Linked DNA regions of Mus musculus: region 2 is linked to region 1. Evidence: chromatin contacts called from public HiChIP or PLAC-seq data. All regions are on one chromosome and are shown on one strand. Each heading gives the region's core, a stretch centred on a gene start, on an enhancer-like site or on the middle of the called end of the contact. The rest is flanking DNA. Distances are from core to core; before and after follow the strand shown. Region 1 has its middle 7.3 kb from the start of AI463229. Region 2 has its middle 3.7 kb from the start of Gm46411.

The links. HiChIP or PLAC-seq counts read pairs in DNA pulled down with a chosen protein or histone mark.
Region 2: a contact with region 1 is called in an H3K27ac HiChIP or PLAC-seq map of the HPC-7 cell line, with 5 times the contacts expected there. The contact joins two enhancer-like sites. A contact is called at or near these places in 1 of 15 datasets of contacts at CTCF or cohesin (CD8 T cells), 10 of 484 Hi-C or Micro-C datasets (the 3T3-L1 cell line, CD4 T cells, CD8 T cells and 5 more) and 4 of 115 datasets of contacts at active chromatin or transcription factors (CD8 T cells, the HPC-7 cell line, bone marrow-derived macrophages and 1 more).

What each region holds. Positions count from the first base shown.
Region 1 is chr13:37,673,301-37,676,861 of GRCm38.p6, reverse strand. No RefSeq gene overlaps it. Among named protein-coding and RNA genes, the nearest start is that of AI463229, 7.3 kb to the right of the region's middle. Within about 2 kb of position 1,746, at least 52 of the 459 cell types and tissues checked have an H3K27ac peak or open chromatin away from gene starts, as enhancers often do. A contact at or near this core is called in the HPC-7 cell line, where this site is marked.
Region 2 is chr13:37,801,529-37,805,089 of GRCm38.p6, reverse strand. It overlaps a transcript of Rreb1 not described here. Among named protein-coding and RNA genes, the nearest start is that of Gm46411, 3.7 kb to the right of the region's middle. Within about 2 kb of position 1,794, at least 12 of the 459 cell types and tissues checked have an H3K27ac peak or open chromatin away from gene starts, as enhancers often do. A contact at or near this core is called in the HPC-7 cell line, where this site is marked.

The DNA of each region.
Region 1 (3,561 bases), core at 497-2,996:
AAGCTGGGGCTGCCCGGGTAGGCTCCTCTGGGGAAGGAAAGGCAGATGCCTGGAAGTGGGCTGTAGGCTGGGCGGCCGCCTGGGCTTAGTGGCTGTCAGACAGGACTGTGAGGGACAGTCTTCAGCAGCAGCCGCCCTTGCTGTCCTGGCAAGGCACCTCCACGTGGTTCCCCTTGTCACCAATCTCTGGGCTTGTCACATTATCTGTAGGCAGCCTGAGGTGCCTCCCGCTACATATATGGGTTTTCTCCCATTCATCTTTCAATCTGGAGGATTTTCAAAGGTTGGTACCATTAAAAGCAAGATCTCAAAAGCATGCCACGTGGGGGCAAAACATTTGTGTTCAGCCATATACGTATTATTCTGTAAACTTTCATAGGAAGGGACCCATTTTATGTGCCATGTTCTATGTAGACATTACTCTTCAAGGCCGATGACTTAGAAACCTGGGTCTATTTATTGACCTCAAGTCAATATTCAGCAATGAACACAGTTGTCTTTATTCAGGCAAATGGGCCTGGATTTTGTCTACCGTAGTTGTCCCTTGGTATCTAAGGGGATTGTTTTCAGGACTCTGACGGATGTTAAAATCAATGGCTGCTTACATCCCTTACATAAAGTAGTGCAGCATCACCAGAGAACCTGCATCCACCTTTCTGCATGAAATCACCTGTGGATGGTGGCTACGTAACACAGTATGACTGCTTCATGAATAGCTGCCATGCTGGATTATTTGGGAATTGACAAGATAAAAATAGTCTGTATATGTTCAGCAGGAATGCAGGTCCCCCCCCCCCCATACACACACACAATGTTTTTGATCCATGGTTGGTTGAAGCCACAGATGTGGGACTCTTGGGTTTGAAGGGACAACTGTATCCTTTCCAAACCAAACCAGATGGAGAGCGGTGATAACCACACTTTTTTTTTTCTTTCTGTGCTGTGACCTCTTCCTGGCTAAGCTGCTGCAAGGCAGAAATGTGCTTGCTCATCTTCCTCATGGCCCAGAGGCTAGGGCTTTGCCTTCTGCAGAGGTGGTGGGTAACCGGAACACACACACATACACACACACACACACACACACACACACACACACACACACACGAGCAATGTACTCAGACTGTGTAGTCACTGTCCCTGAAGATCATGCAGACATGCCTCACTCACTGCAGGATGCTGTACCCAAAATCCAGACTACAAGGACAGGGAATTCACACTACAGCCATCTAATAGGCAAAAGATGGAAGGGCCTTAAGGAGTCTTTATTAGTTGTACCTTCCTCAAGGAAGCTAATGGAGCCGTTTTTATACTTCCAGTTGTCTAAGGTAGGGGTTACCCTTGCCTAAGCGAGGGTACTGGATTTATTATGTCCGTCTCATTGTAGCAAAGCAGAGGAGGGGACTGGAGAGGTCCTGTATTTTAATGCTTCCTCACAATGAGTCAAGACGGGGAAGGAAGAGATTGATTGTAGCCTGAGAACAGGTGACAGTCTAAGCTTTCAAAGGCAGGAAGCCATCTTGAGCCTCATCTTGAAGTCTTGTCTCTGTTTCACCAGGAAGCTAACTAACAACGAAGACTTCTGCACATTTATAGACAGGTTGGTTAAAAGGCACTCAGCAATGCCCTCACGAAGCCCGAGTAATGATGTGGGATGTGTGGGTGGGGCTGACAGCTCCCAGGGGGCCGATTCACGTCTGACTTGAGGCCTCCTGCTTCTCTGGGGGCAGGGCAGGGCAGGGCAGGGCAGGAAGTACTGAGATGGAAAATGTCTTCAGAGTTTGTCCAGGAAGGAAGGGACACCATGTTTGATAGATTAGTTAAGTAAGCCGTTGCCTATTGGTAGAATGAAAAAGGAGGAAAAGAAAGTCAAATATACTGTCCTTCACAGTAAGCTTCAAACAGCACCACTGGTCTCAAGCATAATAATGTCTGCCTAGTGGGGGCGGGGCTTAGGTGGCTATTTCATCATGTGCCGTTGTGTAGAGTCAAATGTTTGATTTCGTAGAGAGCAAGAGGCAGCTGAGATTTACCTGGACGCGGTTCAGACTAGGGAGCAGTCAAGGCAAATAGCCAGGAGCCTCTAGAGAGATTTTGTTAGATGAACCACCCCACCCCAATCCAACTCACAGAGAGCCAAGCTCTCAAGAGAGTAGCTTACCCAAGGGCCCGTCTTCCTCTCTGACAGGTGCAATCTGGCTGAGTCCCTGCACGTGCCTGTCAGTTTCGCATCTTTTAGCTCTTCCTGGGAAACCCCCCCCCCCCGAGAAGAACATAAAAGAAATGGGACTCCGGAGGCATACCTCATCAATTTCTGATCAGCTAAAGAACACTTGGCTAAAACCCAACAAGTATGCTGGTGTCTGTTGTTCAGGGGGCCTTGATCCGGCCGGTTGGGAATGAGTGGAGTTTGAAACAAAACAGCAGAATGGAGAGAAGTCAGTCCTACTGCTCTTCTCTTTCTCTGGCCCGTTTTATTGGGTATCACTTATGTGTGCTCACTAAATGTCGCCAAGTGGTCATATGAGATGGGCCCAGCTGGCAGGTGAAACTCACTGGTCCACGTGTGGACAGCCAGGCTTGTTTGGATTCCCAAGGACCTCAACTAGCGCAGGTGAATGAATGCTCACTCGAGATTTAGAGTTGCATGTTTGAGAATAGAGTAGAAAGCATCACTGTAATTTGGGCATTATAATGTTTCATCATCAGATTAAGGAATTCCTTCCTTCCTTCCTTCCTTCCTTCCTTCCTTCCTTCCTTTCTTTTTTTTTTGAGACAGAGTTTCTCTGTATATCCCTGGCTGTCCTGGAACTCACTCTGTTGACCAGGCTGGCCTCGAACTCAGAGATCCGCCTGCCTCTGCCTCCCAAGTGCTGGGATTAAAGGCGTGCGCCACCACGCCTGGCCCAGATTAAAGAATTTATATGACAGGTGCAATAAGATGCTGTACTGTAGGGAACTATATCTTGCTACCCAAATGGTCATGGAATGATTAAAATCAGAACACACACACACATTACACACACATACACATATACACACATACACACACATACACATATACACACACACATACATGCATACATACACAAACACACACACACACACACACACACACACACACACACGAAATGGAATGGAAAGGAACAGATCTACTGTCTGTTAACAGGCAGAGCCTTCCTGGGTACATTTCTATAACAGAACCATCCAATTAGACTCTGGAGCTAGAAATGGTATCTAGGAGGTTGGCTGACCAAATTTTGGTGGAAGGAAGTGAGCAAAGACAGGAGGGATTGCTCACACCATATTGTGAGTGTAATTTAATGAAATTCAATGAAAATACTATTTTTTAGTCTAACAGGATGTATAATCTCTCCCACGTGTTAGCCACAAATAGTGAATGGGTACATTCCTGAGTGAGGTTTTTTTTTTTTCCTCCCCCTTTGAGAATTTTGAGTTTCACATAATGTATTTTGACCATATTCATCCTCCAACTTCGTGTCTCTTTTATTTTAAACTTTTCAAGACTAGCTTATGCTAAGTCCTCTCAGGTCTGTGGTCCTT
Region 2 (3,561 bases), core at 545-3,044, 130 kb before region 1:
TTTAAAATGTGCATTCTAAATTGTTACGATAAAGGTAATCCCAACCAAAACTTCAAAAGTATATAGACAAAATTCCTATAAAATATAGAGATGTAAAAAACAATTCTTGGGTGCATCTGAAACAAATAAATGAGGATATAGCAAATAATATTTTGATGAGGGGCTAGGCATGGTGAGGGGCATGGTAGTATACTCCTTGGAAGACTGAGGCAGGAGAGCTGGGATTCTGAGGCCAGCTGGGTGGAGCTAGTGAGATAGCTCAGTGGGTAAACGTGCTCACCATCAAATCTAAGGACTTGAGTTTGTTCGTCAGATCCCATAGGATAAGAATGAGCTCACAGTCTTTTGACCCCCACCCATCCACACATACATAAGCATAAATAAATAAAAAGTTTTAAGGCTAGACAGAGAGATGCTGTTAAAAACAATAACAACAGAACAACAAAAGTAAATAAAAACAATTTTACTAAAGAACTATATAGACAGAAGAGATACTAGATATTAAGACATTATGAAGCCTGCTGGCAAGATTGCTTAGCGGGTCAAGGTGTTTGCTGCCAAGCTTGACATCTTGATTTTGATCTAAGGAACATGATCTATATGAATCACGCTAAAAGTTGAAAACTGATTCCTGAAAGTTGTCCTTTTGACGGCCCCCCCATCACCACCACCCCCACATACACTACAATAAACAAATGCATCAAAATTTTAGTAAAAATGACTACAAATCTATAGTTAAAACAATAAGAACTGGGCAAGAAAAAAACAAATGATACTGGAGTTGACACCTTTCAGATGCCCTACTGTCCAAACAATCAGGAGGTAGTGTGTCGAGGGCGTGGAAAAACTGCTCGTCTGTGCCGGTCAGAATGGAAAAAGGTTGGTAGTTCCTTGAAAGATTAAAAATAGAACTGGCATATGATTTAGCAATGACACTTCTGTGTATATCCCCTGAAGAACTGAAAACAGGGTGTTGAAAAATTGTCTGTACGGTTATGCTGATAGCAGCATTGGGCACAGTAGCCAAAATTCTGTTGATGGGTGAATGAATAGACTGAAAAATGCAAATTATAGAATACTTTTTCATTTGTCTTGCTTTTTTGAGACAGGATCTCACTGCCTCTCCCTCCTGAGTTTTAGGATTAAAGGTATGCACCACTAAAGATTTATTTCTATTTTATGTGTGTGGGTGTTTCGCCTTGCGTGTATGTTTGCACACCACATGTGCGCCTGACGCCAAATGGAGGGCAGAATAGAGTGTCAGATCTGTTGGAACTGGAGTTACAGGTGGTTGTGACTGCCATGTGGGCACTGAGAATTGAACCTATGTCTTCAGGAAGAGCAGCAAGTGTTATTAACTGCTAAACCCTCTCCTTCCATGGGAGACTGCTTGGTTTTAGGTAGTAAGGAGGTTGCTGGGGTTGTAGCTCACTGAAGGAATACGTTGTCTAGTAAGCACAAGGTTTTGTGTTTGATACTAGCAACACACACACACAACCACAAAACCACAAAAGCACAAAAGAAACAGGGTTGGGGAGGTTGACTCTGACACACACTCTGAATCGATCAGCCCCGAGGACATTCTGCTAACAATAGATACAGTATGGTTCTACCTACAGAAGGTTCTTCGAGCAGTCAGACTCCTAGAAAGAGGAAGCAGAACGGAGGTTGCTGGGAGGTTACAGTTGGAGAAATTGGAAGTTAGTATTATTTCAGGACAGTTTCAGATTGGGAAGACGAAAAGGATTGTGGGGCTGGATATTGGTGATGGTTTCACAATAGGTGTGAGTGTTCTCCATATGGTGACCTCTACACTTAAAACTAGTTAAGCTGGTAAAAGTTGTACTAACGCACACCTCCACCCAATTAAAAAACAAAAACCAAAAAAAAAAAAAACCTCAAAGAAAACCCCTGCCAATGTGAATGTTGAAGCCAATGACAGATTCAGCAGATATTTTACTCAAAGATGTAGACTGTACTTCAGAATGTTGCGGGCACACAACAGAGCCCAAGACTGGGTAAATGGGATGTTCCAGCCTGGTGGGAGGAGGGATACGCTTGGCTTCTATGGTTCAAGTAGAAGAATACAGAACACTACAGGAACCGGGTGAATGCTAAGACTATAAAACAATGTGGAGCAGTTTCCTTATCGCACTCTCCTGCCTTTGAGTTCTTTACCAAAGCAGTTTACAAGGGCAAAGTTCTCAGCCCTCAGAACTCCTGGGGTTTGGCTCCTGTGATGTGGAAAGACTTCTTTCCTGTGCCAGGGAGCACAGGGGGCTTTGCTGTGTGTGTGAGCTGTGAAGGATGATAGCCCATCCCAGTCAAAGGGTAAAATGTAGGCCTGGGGGCTCTTATCTGAGCACTCCCTCCAGTCACAGGGGGTGGGGTGTGTGTCCTGGGGCAGGGATTATTCTGAGAACTTCAATTAGCCACAGATGCACACTTCCACTTGTGGCACACCTAAGGAACTCACCAGTCCTCAAGCTGGGGACCATTCAACTCTTTGAGCACGCTTTCTTTTGAAGACCAGATTCCGTGGCTCTTTGAAGCTCCCTTTAGTCTCTGGCCACTGGATTCCCACTCCCACCCCCACCCCCAACACCAGAGCTGGGCTGAAAAAGAGCAATGGGCTGGCCTTGTTCAAAGGAAAGTGAGAAGAGCTGGACTCTGGGAGCTAGACAGGCTTCATTATTCAGTACCCAGGGGATTTGCCAGAGACTTGCTCAGACACACTTCGTGACTCCCCTTCTCTCAAGGAAAAGCCAATTATATCTCCTACCTAAGGAGTTTAGCAGGAGTTATGTAGTGTAAAGTAAAGGCACTATAACAACGTTATCCTGGGCAAAGATGAAAAGGTGACAGGATTCAAGCATCTTTGCTCATTTGAACTAAGTTTCTCTTGTGTGTGTGTGTGTGTGTAATGATAATGACTTGCTGGTTCATATTTTAAAAGGATTAACATCTACTTTCACTTTCTAATGAAGGCTCCAAATTTGTTAAAAAAAAAAAAAAGGCAAAAACAACACCCCCCCCCCCCCGCCCTGAGTTCTGTGGAAGGCATTTAATTAAACCAAAGTCATTTTGATTCATAGAGAAAGCATTCTGTTAGATGTGGCCCTTGAGATGAGAGAGGGAACTAAAGAAGAAGATCCGACTCATTCAGGAAGAGGCACACCGGAAGCGAAAGGAGGCTTGATGCTGGGTTCTCAGTCTCTGACATTGCAGGGGAGCCAAGCAGGTGCAGCCACCAGAGCTGAGGGGCAGCTGTGTCACAGACAGGCTGTAAAGGATCCTGGAAAGTAAGCTGCATTTCTGAACAATACATAGGTGTGGCTCCATGCAGGAAGAGCCAAAACAACACCAACAACACCAACAACAAAATCCTGAGTCTGGGAATTATGGTAAATTTAGGGCAGTGTCCTAGGTATTCAGCCTGACAGAGGTGCTGCCATCTGGATGGAGAAGGATTGAGGGCTGGGTGTGTCGCTCAGTGGCAGAGGGCCTGTGCCCAGAATGTTGGTGGGGCTGTGTTCCATCTTCAGCACTACTTTAAAAAAA